Regions from separate parts of the Hordeum vulgare genome. Here region 2 is linked to region 1. Evidence: chromatin contacts called from public Hi-C data. All regions are on one chromosome and are shown on one strand. The core of a region is the stretch at or near the end of the contact, and the rest is flanking DNA. Distances in the headings are between cores, read along the strand shown. Region 1 has its middle 64 kb from the start of LOC123446606. Region 2 holds the start of LOC123446609.

Region 1 (7,086 bases), core at 706-3,205:
ACCACAACATATGCATGACATGATTGAAAAACACATATGATGCATGTCCGGTTTGATTATGCAAGGCATGGCACATCACAACAATCAAATACTACACATTAAGTGAAGCTCAATATGCAACGAGTTGCATATTGGAAAAACTCTGCGTTCATATATTTAGTTCACTCGCGTTTAGGTACTCATCAATATTAAATGTTGTTTAAACATGGTAAGAGGTGAAGCATAATTAAACTACACTATCTAGGCATATTAAATGAGGTCGGAAACAACTTATAGGATTTCCGAAGCGACCCATATGTTAATTTCGAAATTAGTCCCAATCTATACTAAACATATTTTATATTTATTAAATAGAAAAATAAAGTGGACCATTTGATTCTACACGTCATTCTTCTCGATTTACATATATAGATCACTTAAAACGGAGTTACGGTCTAAAAGATATGAGCAACACAAGATGATATGCCACGAATGCAAAATGCCTGCAATGACAGCCACAACATGTTAATCATGGATGCAACAAGATATTATGAAACTAACTAAAATTTTAAGCAAGTTTAAATGATGCGAGCAAAATGAACAGCAATTCCGATTGTTAAACAACAAAATAATTACTACCATGTTCTGCCTATACAAATCCCACATGCAAATTATGATTCAGTATTGTTCTGCCTACACACAATTTTAGAGTTGTTAAACAGAAAAATAATTACTATCATGTTATTATACACATTTTTCTGGTCAAGTTACATATATGGAACATTTAAAACGGAGTTACGGCTAACTAGTTATGAAATAAATCGTTTTAACATGGCATTTATGCAATTTAAATGAAAACAACAAGTTAAATATTTCTAACATGGCTGAAAAATGGATATGGTGAAACTAAACAAAATTCTAAGCAGGTTTCATGTATAAAGTTTTAAAATCCGATGCACAGTTATTGCTACATATTAAATCACTTCAATATGGCATCACGCAGAACAATGCAAACAACAGGTTTAAATATTTTAACATCCATGGAAATGGGATATTACTAATCTCCATGAAATTTTCGACATTTTACATATATAATTATTTCCATCCGATGCACGATTCATTAACTATTGGCATTTTAAAAATATGCAACCATTTATAATTATTAAATGACTTGGATATTGATTAAAAACAACATCAGAAAAAAACGCGAAATGGGCCGAATCTGGCTATGGACCGAAAAAATACATGGGCGCAAAATAGCACAACTACACGCGGGCGAGAAATAACGGGTTGTGCTCACCCTCGGCCAGATCTGGCCGGCTTGGCTGGGCCGCGGTGAAGCGCTTGGCCTTGGCTCCTGCGAGCTAAAGCTAGGCCTAGACTGGGCCTTGGAGGGAGGCACAACCCATAAGGCAGTGGAGCGGGCGAGCGCTCATGGCTTCGTCAACAAGATCACGGTCACCGGGCATCGTCCATGGCGGCGGGCGCCAGCGACGGACATGGCGAGGCCGAGGTGAGGGCACCGACGGCGAGACACGTCCTGGGATGGGCAGATTTGGCCCCGCGCGGCCGGATCCACGCCACAACGGCAGCGGTTGAGCTCCTCGGTGGTGGCGGATGCTTGGTAGGCAGCCATGGCAGATTCGTGCGAGGCAGAGTAAACGCGAGGTGAGAGAGAGGGAAAGCAGAATCGGGAGGGAGGCGAGGCAAGGAGCGACGGGGCCTGGCCTGGAGTGACGTCTCCGGTGGCCGACGGTGGCGCTTCGGAAACCGGCCGGCAAGGACGTGCGGCATCAGGCGATGGGACGAGTGCTCACAAGGGTTGGAGGCACGGGCGCTCCGGGCGCGTTCGGGCGGCGACGCGATTCGGGCCCCGTGCGGGCTAAGATCCGGGCCGCGACGAGTGTGCGGTGGGGGAGTCTGAGGGCGCGCGGGGGTTGACTGCCACGACGGTTGCATCGGCACCAAGTGATGGCCGCAAGCTGGGGAGGCACATTATGCAAGGTGGGAGGGGGAAGAAGTCCAAAACACGCAAGGGGTGTTTATATAGGGAAAGGGGGATAAATTTAGGATTTTTAGCTCCGATTTTGACTGTGCGATCGTGATCAGACGGTCCCGGTCATGGGGTTGGCTAGGATGGGTTAGTGGGCTGTGTATAGATGGCTAGATCAAGAATAGAGGAAAGGTTGCGGCCTGACAATGAAGTTTTAAAACACCGAAAACGTTTGTGGTTTGACCGTCTATACTGCTGCTATAGGTTTAACGGTTCTAGTATCAAACGGACTCCGATTGTGACGAAATTTTACAGACGGCCTACCTACACTATAATAAAACCACACGCCAACTTTCGACCCTATGTGAGAATGTTTTATACACACTTTTAAAAACAATGTTTAACGATGTCGCAGGCAAGTGCGTGTGTGGTTGTTCTCGAAACAGTCAACGACAAAACGTAGAGAACCGACAACTAATAACGGATGCAAGCTTTGAAAATGTACGGCAACGGAGTGCCGATACTATGAAAATAATGAACATGATGCGATGATGAATGCAACAACTAAATAAACGACATGGCGACAACTCTCCTACAGTAACAAGAGATCTCGTCCGAGATCTAAGAATAATAGGGGGAAGAGAAAGAGCAAGAGCAATAGGTAAAAATTAGTTGCTTTTTGACAAACGAGTGAATCCAGTGAATCCCGAGGAATGCAAAGATATGAAGAATGACATGAGGAACAAGCAAGGATTCAAAAGAAATTTCGGCAGCACTTCAGTAGGAAAGAGAAGCAAAACTTCATAAGATGGAAAGAATTTGAAAAGATGACACAACACTCCGGCAAAATGAATAAGCAAGGAAATAACATGATATTGATAAAAGTAGGTAATGGATAATAGAGAGCAACATCACAAGCTTCCAGAACAAAGAATAGAAACTAGATCACTGGGAAGAAAGAATGGAGAAGAAAATGACAACTTCTACCACAATTGAATTCGATAAGTATCCTGACAAGAAGAATTGAACTTAGTTGTTGGAAAAACAATAACGAATGAACAAGCTTGTAATGGACTTATGGAAACCATTTCAAAATTATGAGGTGACAACCAACCACTAACGGAAACAATTGGTAGCTTGGGAGCAACAAGAGATGCAAAACTTCTTTCACCAAGAGGATACATTGACAACTTGGATCAAGAATAATCACCATAATAGCAACAATCCTTAGAAAAAGCTTTAGGTGAATCTAAACCAAGATAGCTCAATGAAGAAATCATGGGTTGAAAATATCTCATGATCATAGAATTTGGTGGGTTTAAATATCTCATGATCAAAGAATTTGGTGGCTTTAAATATCTCATTCTTGAAACAAATTCTCTTCGAGACTCCTTATAAACAAGACTTCTATAACACCACCTCAAGGAAAAAGGAGGAATAATTTCACTTTGAAAAGACAAAGAAAGAATACTTGAGGTTCTTCAACAAGAATCTTGAAGAATACCTTGAGAATGAATTACATTCATGAAGAACCAACATGAAGATCCACTTGAAGAACACCGAAATGAAAGGATGATAGAAAGAGTTGAAGGTTGCTTCAAAAGGAACAAGATTGAGGCCTTGCTAGAATTTTGATGAAGCTTGGCGATGAGATACTTGAAAAAGCTTGGAAGTTCAGAAAAAATGAACAGCTTAGAAACAAGAATTGATATCATGAACCACTCCGGAAGAATGGTTGAAATCACTTGATGATACAGCAATAAGAATTATGTTATGCTTATCCTTCATTAAGTTAAATTGATGGAAAGCAATGGATTTAGCATACCACTTACTCCACTTGAAAAGATTGAGGAGAGATATGGGCACAAACTTGAAGAAGTCTTGGAAGGAACACCGGTAAGAATATGGAATGAAAGAGGATAACACAAATGAACTTGACTACATGAGGACAAGAGAGCATGATTAGATTAGAGAATGCTTGAACAATCCACCGATAAGAATTTATCGGATCCGATGCACGATTTGTTAATTATTGGCATTTTAAAAATATGCAACCATGTGTAAGTATTAAATGCCCTGGAAATTCATTAAAAACTGTATGACAAAAAAACGTGAAACAGGTCAAATCTGGCTATGGTCCAAAGAGTACATGGGCGCAAAATAGCACAACTACACGCGGGCGAGGAATAACGGGTTGTCCTCACCCTTATACAGATTTGGCCAGCTCGGCTGGTCCGTGGTGAAGCGTTGGGCCTTGGCTGCTGCATGCTGAAGCTGGGCCTGGACTAGGCCTTGGAGGGAGGCGCGGCCCACAGGGTGCTGGAGCGGGCGAGCACCCGTGGCGGGGTAAGTGCAAGAAGGGTCACCGGGCATTGTCCATGGCGGCGAGCACCGGCGGCGGGCATGGCAAGGCCGGGGCAAGGGAAACGGCGGCGAGGCACGGCCGAGATGGGTAGGTGTGGCCCCGAGGGCCGAATCCACGCTACGACGGCGACAGTTGATCTCCTCGGCGGCGGCGGACGCTTGGCAGGCGGCCATGGCGGGTTCCTTCGAGGGAGAGTGAACGCGAGGTGAGAGAGAGGTAAAGAAAAAGAGGTAGGGAGGCAAGGCATAGTGCCACGAGGCCTGGCCTGGAGCGGCGTCTCCGATGGCCGGCGGTGGCACTCCGGAAACCGACCATCGAAGAGGTGCGACATTGGGCGACGGGACGAGCAGTCGCGAGGGCGCGGGGCAAGGGTGCTGCTGATGGGCTAGGTTTAGGGTTTATATAGGGAAAGGGGGCTAGGTTTAGGATTTTTAGCTCCGATTTTGACCGTGCGATCGAGATCGGATGGTCCCGATCACGGAGTTCGCTAGGATGGGTTAGTGCGCTGTGTAGAGGTGGCTGGGCCAAGAAGAGAGGGAAGGTTGCGGCCCGACAATGAAGTTTGGAAACACCAAAAATGTGTGCGGTTGCCACAAAATTTGTCACGCGGCCTACCTAAACTACAATAAGACCGCACACCAACTTTCAACCCAATCCAAGAATGTTTTATACACTTTCTAAAAACAATATTTTAACAGTGTTGCGGGTGCGTGTGTGGTTGATCTCGAAACAGTCAACGACAAAATGGAGAGAATCGACAACTAATAACGGATGCAAGTTTTGAAAGCGTACGGTAATGGAGTGCCGATGCTATGCAGATGATGCGCATGATGCAATGATGAATGTGACAACCAAATAAAACATATGACGATAATGGAATAAAAGGGGAATCTTCTAGAGCATCGGTTCTGGGCTGTTACACAGGGATCCACCCCAAGGGGTCCATTTAATTAGCAACATTGTCTATACCATGATGGCTTACGTCCCCGGAGGACTAGCATCACTTGGGGTAGATCTTCATGAAGTAGGCGATCTCCTTGCCCTTACATAGTTCTTGATTCAAATCCACGCGAAGTCAGAGGCTCTCAAACGACACTTAACCAATCTAGGAGACACCACTCTCCAAGAGATAATACATGTGGTATGGATGATGAACTCCTTGCTCTTGTGCTTCAAAAGATAGTCTTCTCAACACTCAATCACTCTGTCATAGATTTGGCTTGGTAGAAGATATTGATTGGGTGGAAATTGGATAGGCTAGAAATCAAGATTCATATGGTTGGAGTGGAAGATCTTGATCTCAAGACTTGAGTAGGCGGTTCTCACTTAGAAAATGGATGGGGCAAATGTTGGCTTGTTCTGAGTCCTCTCCCTGTGAATGAGAGGGAGGTGGATGGGTATATATAGGCATCTCCAAAAATCCAACCGTTACAACATTATTTCCCAACTTGTTGGAATAGAAGTAAAAAACTCGGTTACATTGACTAGTTCAAATGTGGCAACTTTCAGCATTTCGGTGAGACCGATATATAAAACCAAGTTAGTCCGACTTTGTCTGGCCTAGGCAGTTACACCGACTCGGTGGAACCAATTTTTAAAACTCGAAGATTTCAACTTTTAGCAAATGAATAACAGGGACTTGGTCACTGGATTTCGGTTGCGCCGAAATGGGACTTGGTGTCACTGAGAGGATAGGGTTTGGCTGTGGATTCATTCTAAGGAAAAACTCGGTATGGCCGATTTGGAATAGTTGGTGGCACCAAATTTGAGTGTTAGGGTTTTGACATATTATTTTGTGGGATAATTCATGAGGGTTTTGGTGCCTAATCTCAAAGCTCTTCTGCAACCAAATCATCATAGATACCGCATCCCCTTTTAATAGTGTTGGCTTTCCTATGGATTCAAATGTGATTTCTCACAAAATGCATATTGTAGAGTCTTGAAGCTTGTTGCCAAATTAATTTTCCAAGAATCTAGGAGATCTCAATGCTTTGCCAATCCATTCATTGAACTTTTCCTGAAATATACTTGGTAGAATAATTACTCCAATGAAATATATGTTGTTACTAATAACCAAAACCACCTAGGGTGAAGTTGTGCTTTCCATGTCCCCCTTTTTGGTAATTGATGAAAACATGAAGATCAAAGCTTTGACATAGAATATAATTAATGTATATCATGATCGCTTTGAGAAGTATGTGATAAGAAGATCTCTCCCTAAACATGAAGATCAAAGCTTTGACATAGAATTTGCATTGGAATGCAAATGCACAATCGATTAGGATCATAGGTCACTCTTCCATGTCACATACGTCTGGGTGGTGCGCATAAATGATATGAATTGATTACAATGCACATAACACCAAACATGAGTGGGTGATCCTCATATGAATATAACAATAATATGAAATAGTAATATCAATCACAGAGTGTATGATCAACTACCATGAAGTTTAAAACAAACAAAAGATAGGCCAATTTTTTTTAAATCGAGAAGGGCAACTAAAATGCAACACTATTTCTCTCTCTCGAAGCCCTATGATCTATGAAACTTCTCCCCCTTAACAATTTACCAAAAATCTCAAAGGTATAGAGCTAGACGTCACTATGGGCATCGTCTCCTCCATGGGCGATGAAGCAACTCCGGTAGTCATGGAAGGAGTCGACAAGAGACCGTCCGCGAATGCTTTAGCAAAAGTCCTCTCGGCTGCTGCAGTTGGCACTAAAGGTGCTGATGGAGGCACGATAG
Region 2 (7,311 bases), core at 4,646-7,145, 320 kb before region 1:
GTCATCAAGATATTGAACTAATACCAACTTCACATGATAGTTTATAACAAGACTTCTCCCATGTCCTCGAGAAATAAAGGGACTACTCACAAAGCATGTTCATGTTCATGTTCATGTTCAGAGATAATTAATATGTAATTGACAATTTGAACATATAATCTTCCACCAAGTATACCAACTAGCATCAACTACAAGATATAATCAACACTACTAATAACCCTCAGGTACCAATCAGAGGTTTTGGGACAAAGAATGAATACAAGAGATGAACTAGGGTTTGAGATGAGATGGTGCTGATGAAGATGTTGATGTAGATGAGTCCTCTCCCAATGGAGGGAATATTGGTGATGACGGAGGCTTAGATTTCGCCCTCCGGAGGGAAGTATCCCCGATGGAATTGCTCCGTCGGAGAGCATAAGTGCTTCTACCCAGGTTCTGACTCAAGATGGCGGCACTTCGTCCGGAAAGTCTTCTTCTAATGTTTCTAGGAAAAATAGCATCATATAGGAGTAGGGCCACAAAGGCCTGCTGGTGGGCCCACAAGCTCACATGGCACACCCTAGGGGGGTGTGCCCCACATGAGCTTGTGGCTCACTTGTGGGTCCCCTCCTTGTGATTCTTCTAGTATTTTTTTCTTAATTCCAAAACAATTCTCTGTAACTTTTTAGGTCAGTTGGAGATCCGGAGGATAACTATCTTTGATGTAGCTTTTTGAGGTCCAGAATTCTAGCTGTTGGTGATTTCCCTCTTGATATAGATCTTGCATAATAAGAGAGAAAATGCATTAAAATTGCATTACAAAGTGAAATATTGACCCAGAACATTACAAATAACAAAAAGAAATCACGATGCAAAATGGACGTATTGCACATCAACACTGCAAAACTCCCACCCCCGGGGCGAATTCGTATTCTTCATTTTCCTCGACCTAATGCCTTGGTCCGAGCAATGGAAACCCATAGCGACTAAAAATATTTGGGGTACAAATATAGAAGTTGCGATTTTGAAGGTTGCTTGATGAAGGATCAAGAGAGGTACAATGGCTCGTTTTATAGGCTTAGATTGTGAATGCGATGGCGGAATAACAGGTCGGGAGTGATGGACAAAAAATTTAGGCGAAAAACAACATATATAAAAGAGCATATAATGCATGATTTTGGGCACTTTCTTCGCAAAGGGAAGATGCCTTGCTACCAACCAACGGGAGTGCCATCGCGGCGCGCGCAACCCGTACAATGGGTGCCTTGTTTCTTCCAGCACTTGAAAGCTGTTATGCTCAGGCAGCCGCCTTGGGCTGTGGTGGCAAGCCCTGTTGTCTCCGACTGTGGTGGAAGGTGCCACGTGTCGGTTGCTGGGCCTGACGCCACGATAGTTTTTCCAATAGTACTTGAAGGTGGTCCTTTCTGTCATTAGTTCGGATAAGTAGTCTAAAAAACCCTAAATTCTGCACCTCGATGGCTCAAAACATCTTCAAAGGGCCGGCACCGAATTTATTTTTAACATGCGAGAGAAAAAGATCATCCAATACGAATCATATCTTGCCTTTAATGCAACCAACAACATGGGCAGTTGCGAAATTTTTCTGCTCGAACTCCGTCCCTCCAAATTAATAGTGGTTTGTAGTTTCCACGCGTAACGGGCCTTCTATCCATCCCTACAAGTCAATGTCCGTTTGTCGTCTTCACATATAAGGTGGTTTCATCCATCCCTACAAGTCAATGGTCGTTTGTAGTCTTCATGGATAAGGGGCTTTCAACTGAAAAATCGACAAAAGGGAGAAACTGTATATGTGATGCGATGACCGGGTAAAGGAGTACTTGGTAGAGGCATTCTATTTTCAATCAACCAATTTTTTGAATGCCACATTCTGCACGCATTATATTCAACTAAAAAAGGAAAATTATGGGCGAGGATCATGCATATTGTCGGTGTAACACGTTTGTACATTAACGATTCCCTTGTCCACTAACACATTTATTTGTTGGAGCAACACATGGCAGAAATAGTTGCGCTTCTTCTGCCCAACAAAATTGTGATCCTGCCGCCTTCTGTGGGCAAATAAATTTGTGAGAGAAAACAAAGTCCAGAGCAGGCGGAAGAAACGCAAAGGGAAACCACGTGTGTTCAAGGGTCCAACTCCTAGAAACATCACACTAACCGAGCCTCTAGTTGCACCGTGCACGCACCCGGAAGGCCTGTACCCGTTAAAACCCCGGCAAATCCCCTCCCATCCCTCGCGCTGCCTCTCTATTCTCCCACCCCACCGCTCACCATGGCCGCTGTCGGCAAGGCATCTGGCCGCCGGGCGGCCAGCTGCTTCTTCGAGGTCCGCAAGCGCGAGATCGGCTCATCCAGCTCCCGCGCTTCCTCGTCCCAAATCAGCGGCTCCGAGGTGCTCCTTTCTCAATTATTTCCATTTCAGTGTGATCTCCTGTACTTTCCATCGGTATCTCGAGCGGATCCAGCATCGCTGGCCGCGGATATTGTTAGGGAATAGGGAACGTTCTGCATATTTCTGTCGGCAGGGGTGAATTACTGGGATAGGATTAAGCATGTTCGCAAGCGGCATATTGAGGTGATTTGGTTGCATATATGCCTTAGTCCGGTCTGTGCTTTATGTACTTTGTGCCATAAAGCTCATATCTCTGTTCACGTTGACACGGAGTGTTCATTGTCAGTTGTGAGAGCCCATTGATTAAATACAGTCATACTGTTCGACTGTTAGTGGCCCGGGGCTCTGTTTTCGCATTCTACTTCCTCGGCTCCTAAATATAAGTCCTTTTAGAAATTTCAATATAGACTACATACGGATGTATATAGACATATGTTGGAGTATAGATTCACTCATTTTGCTCCTTATGTAGTCCACATTGAAATCGCTGAGAAGACTTATATTTAGGAACGGAGGGAGTATTAGTCTTAATATCTTAGTACTTACCAAGTTCCATTAGCTTGATATATACTCCTAGTTTGGTACATGATGGAATGTTGTAACTCTGTTCGCAATTGTGAAATTCTTGCAGCCACTACTGTTCTGGTGTTTGATGCTGACTGGTTGCTATTTTCATTTTGTGCTTCTGAATAGGGCCTAATTTTGCGGATGAGCCAATATGGAAAGTTGCGAGGCCATAGTGGCTGTGTTAATACTGTAAGCTTCAATCCTGCTGGTGACCTCCTTGTGTCTGGTTCAGACGACACAGACATCATACTATGGGACTGGCTTGCTAAAACTAAAAAACTAACTTACCCTTCTGGACATCAACAAAATGTCTTTCATGCTCGTGTGATGCCATTCACAGATGATAGCACCATTGTGACCGTTGCTGCTGATGGTCAGGTATGCCTCTACCCACACTTGAGTCTTTTTCCTTGCAGTATTAGTAGTATTATGTACTAATCAGATATCACAAGTGTCCCAATGAGTATGTACTGTTTTTTATGTGATCCATCCAATAGCACCCTTAGGAAACTCTAGAATAATAGCGCCATACATAACTAACCAAAAGGCCACTTATAAGCCATGTCTTCAAAAGCTATCTCCACAAGACCTTACAAGCAACTTTTTTTTTATGTTTGAAATGGTTTTTCTGGTTATCAGGTGTCTGCAGATTCATTAAATTTACCATTCTGTTCATCTGATGGTGATTTCAATCACACCACTTGTACACAGGTTAGGGTGGGACAAATGAAGCAGGGTGGTGAATTCACAACCAAACAAATTGGGGAACATCATGATCGTGCACATAAGATGGCTCTCGAACCGGGAAGTCCTCACATACTTTACAGCTGTGGAGAGGATGGCTTAGTACAACACGTATGTCACTCCTCCATTATATGCTAGTATCAAAGCAACGATTACATTGTTTCACACATTTATACTGAATATTTGTTTCTTACAGTTTGACCTGCGCAGTGATTCACCAATAAAGCTTCTCACCTGCTATTCATTCTCAAATAGAAGGCGCCGTGTACGACTGAATACCATTGCCATTGACCCACAGAACCCTAATTATTTTTCGATTGGTGGCTCCGATGAGTATGTACGGCTGTATGATTTTAGGAAAATAAACTTGGACTCTTCAAGCAATATGGACCTACCAGTTGATACCTTCTGCCCTAAGCACCTTCTTATGGGTGGGAAGGTCCACGTCACTAGTATTGCATACTCGTATTCAAGCGAGATACTTGTCTCATACAATGATGAGCTTATCTACCTGTTCCAGAACTATATGGGTCTTGGTCCAAATCCTGAATCAACACAGCCAGAGCATTTGGACAAGCTCGAGCAGCTACAATCATACTCTGGTCACAGAAATTTCAGAACTGTTAAAGGAGTCAGTTTCTTTGGACCCAATAATGAATATGTTTTGAGTGGGTCAGACTGCGGGCATGTGTTCATTTGGAGGAAAAAGGGAGGTAAGTTGATGAGGATGATGCGTGGCGATAAATACGTCGTTAATTGCATCGAACCCCATCCGCATTTTCCGTTTCTAGCTACTAGTGGGATCGACAAAAGCATAAAGACTTGGACACCTTCGTCAAGCAAAGTGATGCCATTGCCTCAATATGCAAATCAAGTAAGTCTTATGTATTAGTTCATACAATTGACTGCGTACTTGCTCTTGTTGTTGCAATCAGTTTGTATTTTACAGTAATGTTTTGTGGCGTGACAGATAATAGCGTCAAACGAGCGGGAGAGGGAAGCCCATGCCTCCCAAGGAGAAGTGACGCTTTCATCAGACGTCATGATGCGTGTCTTAAGATTGCAAAGCAGACGATCTGAATTGTATGCAAATCATGAACCATCTGCTGCCGATTTTGCAACTGGTGGTGATGAGACTTTCTTCATTGGGCTTGGTGATGGTGATAGGAACCAAAGATCGAACTCTGATCCCAGGGAATGCATTGTGACATGAGGCCATGGTTTTTAGGTTGCAACTTCACATTCAGTGATATTTAGGCCTTGTTCGGTTTCTTCAAAATTGGAGGGGTTTGGAAGGGATTGGGAGGGATTAAATCCCCTACAAGTCAAATTCCACCTCAATCCCCTGCATTCCTCTCTAATCCCCTCCTCGGTGGGATTAACCGAACAAGGCCTTAAGTGGAAGAAAACTGTTTGGTAGTGTGTCACAACCTGCAACTTCTTTTTTGTTATTGCGCTAGTATGTTAGTATGTTCAAATCTGTGCTCAGTCTAGTAAAATAAAGGCGTTCCTTGTTAGGGAAGCCAATGTAACTATGAACTATATCAGGGAGTGCCTGTCTCCTGTCTGTGACAACCGTGCAGCTTGTACACAAGTTTCATTGGCTGAGAAATCATGGGAGGTTGTCAGCATTGAAGCCTGATGTAACATTTAGGTTCAGATGTGATACCGGATACTGCATTTTGTGAATCATGGACTCATCACTGAAGCCTGATGTAACATTTAGGTTCAGATGTGATACCTGATACTGCATTTTGTGAATCATGGACTCATCTGACGCCTCCTTTCATGTTCGGCGTAACTATCCAGTGTCTCTCACTGAATCATTCTACTGCACCCTGCAACTTTCACAACTTCCTCTGTAAAAAAAGGCTGCATTTCGGCTTACAAAAAAAAAAGATGAACAGACTAATAGTGCATTTCGGCTTTTCAGAAGAAAAAGGGAACCGGAGTTATCCCCGGAATGGATCAATGCCACAACCTTGCAATCCAGCGTGAGCGCGTGCCTGATGGTGTTCTCTTAGGGCTTGTTCGGTTTAGGGTGGGATGTAAATGGTGCTAGGACCCATTAGTCCCATATATGCCATTCACCAAAAAACCGTTAAGCGGCGTTTGTGGACACCCACGAAAACTAACTGGCGTAAATGGGCAGCCCAGAAAAGCCCATCGAGCGAGCAACAGGGCAGTCTACAAATCTCCTTCCTCGCTCCCTGGTCAATCGTCCCGCCCTACGCTAGGGCGCCACCGCCGCCGCCATCTCCACCGCACCACCTCTCGCTTCCAATGGCGCCGCCGTCGCGTCCTTTCAATGGAGCTAAAGAGAACATCACTGGCGACCGAGCCGAGCCTTGCGGGGATGCTCCTCTGCTCTCTCCCTAACTCGCGGATGTCCTCTTCAGCTCCTGCTCCGCGGCCACAGTCAAGGGGAATAGCCGGAGACGAAGCCGAGCCCTGCGTGACTGCTCCCTTCCCGATCCCAGCGATGGCCTCTTCGGCCCCTGCTCCCCCGCTTCCGCCTCTTCTCTTCCCAGGTATGCAAACTCCTCTCCTCCTCCTCCTCCTCCAGATTAGCTCAGGATGTAAATGACGCTGGGCTCTGGATATGTGCTCGTGTGATGAATCTGCTTGACTGCACGGTGAATGGTAGATTACAATATCATCTGAATTACTTGTGTTTTGCTTTACTTGTACTAGCACACGAATCAGTTATAATACAGTGATGATCTTTTTATACGGAAACAGTTAGAAAGGTCTATGAAAGGGTGAGATCTTGTGTTTTGCTATGTTGTGTTGAAATCAGTTATGTATGCACCTTCAGTCTATCTATCTGTAATCCATATCAATTCATCTTTGAATTAGTAGCACCTGGATACACAGAGTGTTTCAGAATTGTTCGCCGATTCAGCGTCCAAATTTTGCTTCAAGGATAATCTCGAGATGCATTTGATTCAAACTTGTTTCTGGGGCTGTAAGTAGATGTGTGATTGTTTCATGGAACAGCTAGCTAGTACTGAAGATTGTGGAGATGAGGGAGGGACGGTCGGCTGAATTCCTGACATATAAGTAGTTAGAGTAATGGACTGTATTTTTGGTCATACATGTCTCAAGGTTGCCTGAAAATATAATCTAATTCAAGTGTGCAATTTATCTTTCTCGACTCGGATTCACACTGTTTGAATTTGTTTTGCTGTTTAAATCTTTTGTCTATTTGCTCTGCTTGGCTGCACTATTTGAGTTTTTGAGAGCAGTTAATTTAGTTTCACCGCCCAGCAAAGTTTGATAGGTATATTAATTCCTATGAACTGTAGTTTAATTGTGTGAACCATGCTAACTTTTGCAGATGCAGACTCAGGTTGAGGCATACATTTCATCTGCAAAAAAAATGTTTGATTCATGGTGCAAGTTGCTGTTGCTTTGTGGATTTTGCTCTTTCTTCTACTATGAAAGTATGAATTTTATCCTGTAGTTTAATTATTATCCGAGAGAGTGTAAGCTGCAGATAAATGTTTAATCTCAAGAGAGATTTGGAGTATTTTTATCTGAAAAAGTCTATTTTGTTGCAATATATGGACAATATTTTTATCTCAGAAAGTATATTTTTTCTGAAG

What was found. Hi-C and Micro-C count contacts between places; a contact is called where the count stands out from the background.
Region 2: a contact with region 1 is called in a Hi-C map of seedling, with 2.0 times the contacts expected there. The contact joins the promoter of LOC123446609 here to the enhancer-like site in region 1. A contact is called at or near these places in 2 of 6 Hi-C or Micro-C datasets (leaf and seedling).

Annotation. Positions count from the first base shown.
Region 1 is chr4H:456,496,085-456,503,170 of MorexV3_pseudomolecules_assembly, reverse strand. No RefSeq gene overlaps it. Among protein-coding and RNA genes, the nearest start is that of LOC123446606, 64 kb to the right of the region's middle. Within about 2 kb of position 1,955, at least 3 of the 3 cell types and tissues checked have open chromatin away from gene starts, as enhancers often do. A contact at or near this core is called in leaf and seedling, where this site is marked.
Region 2 is chr4H:456,817,871-456,825,181 of MorexV3_pseudomolecules_assembly, reverse strand. LOC123446609 reads left to right here and starts at 5,895. Exons shown (of 2, transcript XM_045123183.1): 1 at 5,895-6,234; 2 at 7,044-7,290. The coding sequence starts at 6,012. The coding sequence ends at 7,060. It overlaps LOC123448941 (DDB1- and CUL4-associated factor 8), which reads left to right and starts at 2,169. Exons shown (of 5, transcript XM_045125991.1): 1 at 2,169-2,392; 2 at 3,086-3,337; 3 at 3,671-3,814; 4 at 3,900-4,577; 5 at 4,674-5,464. The coding sequence starts at 2,273. The coding sequence ends at 4,916.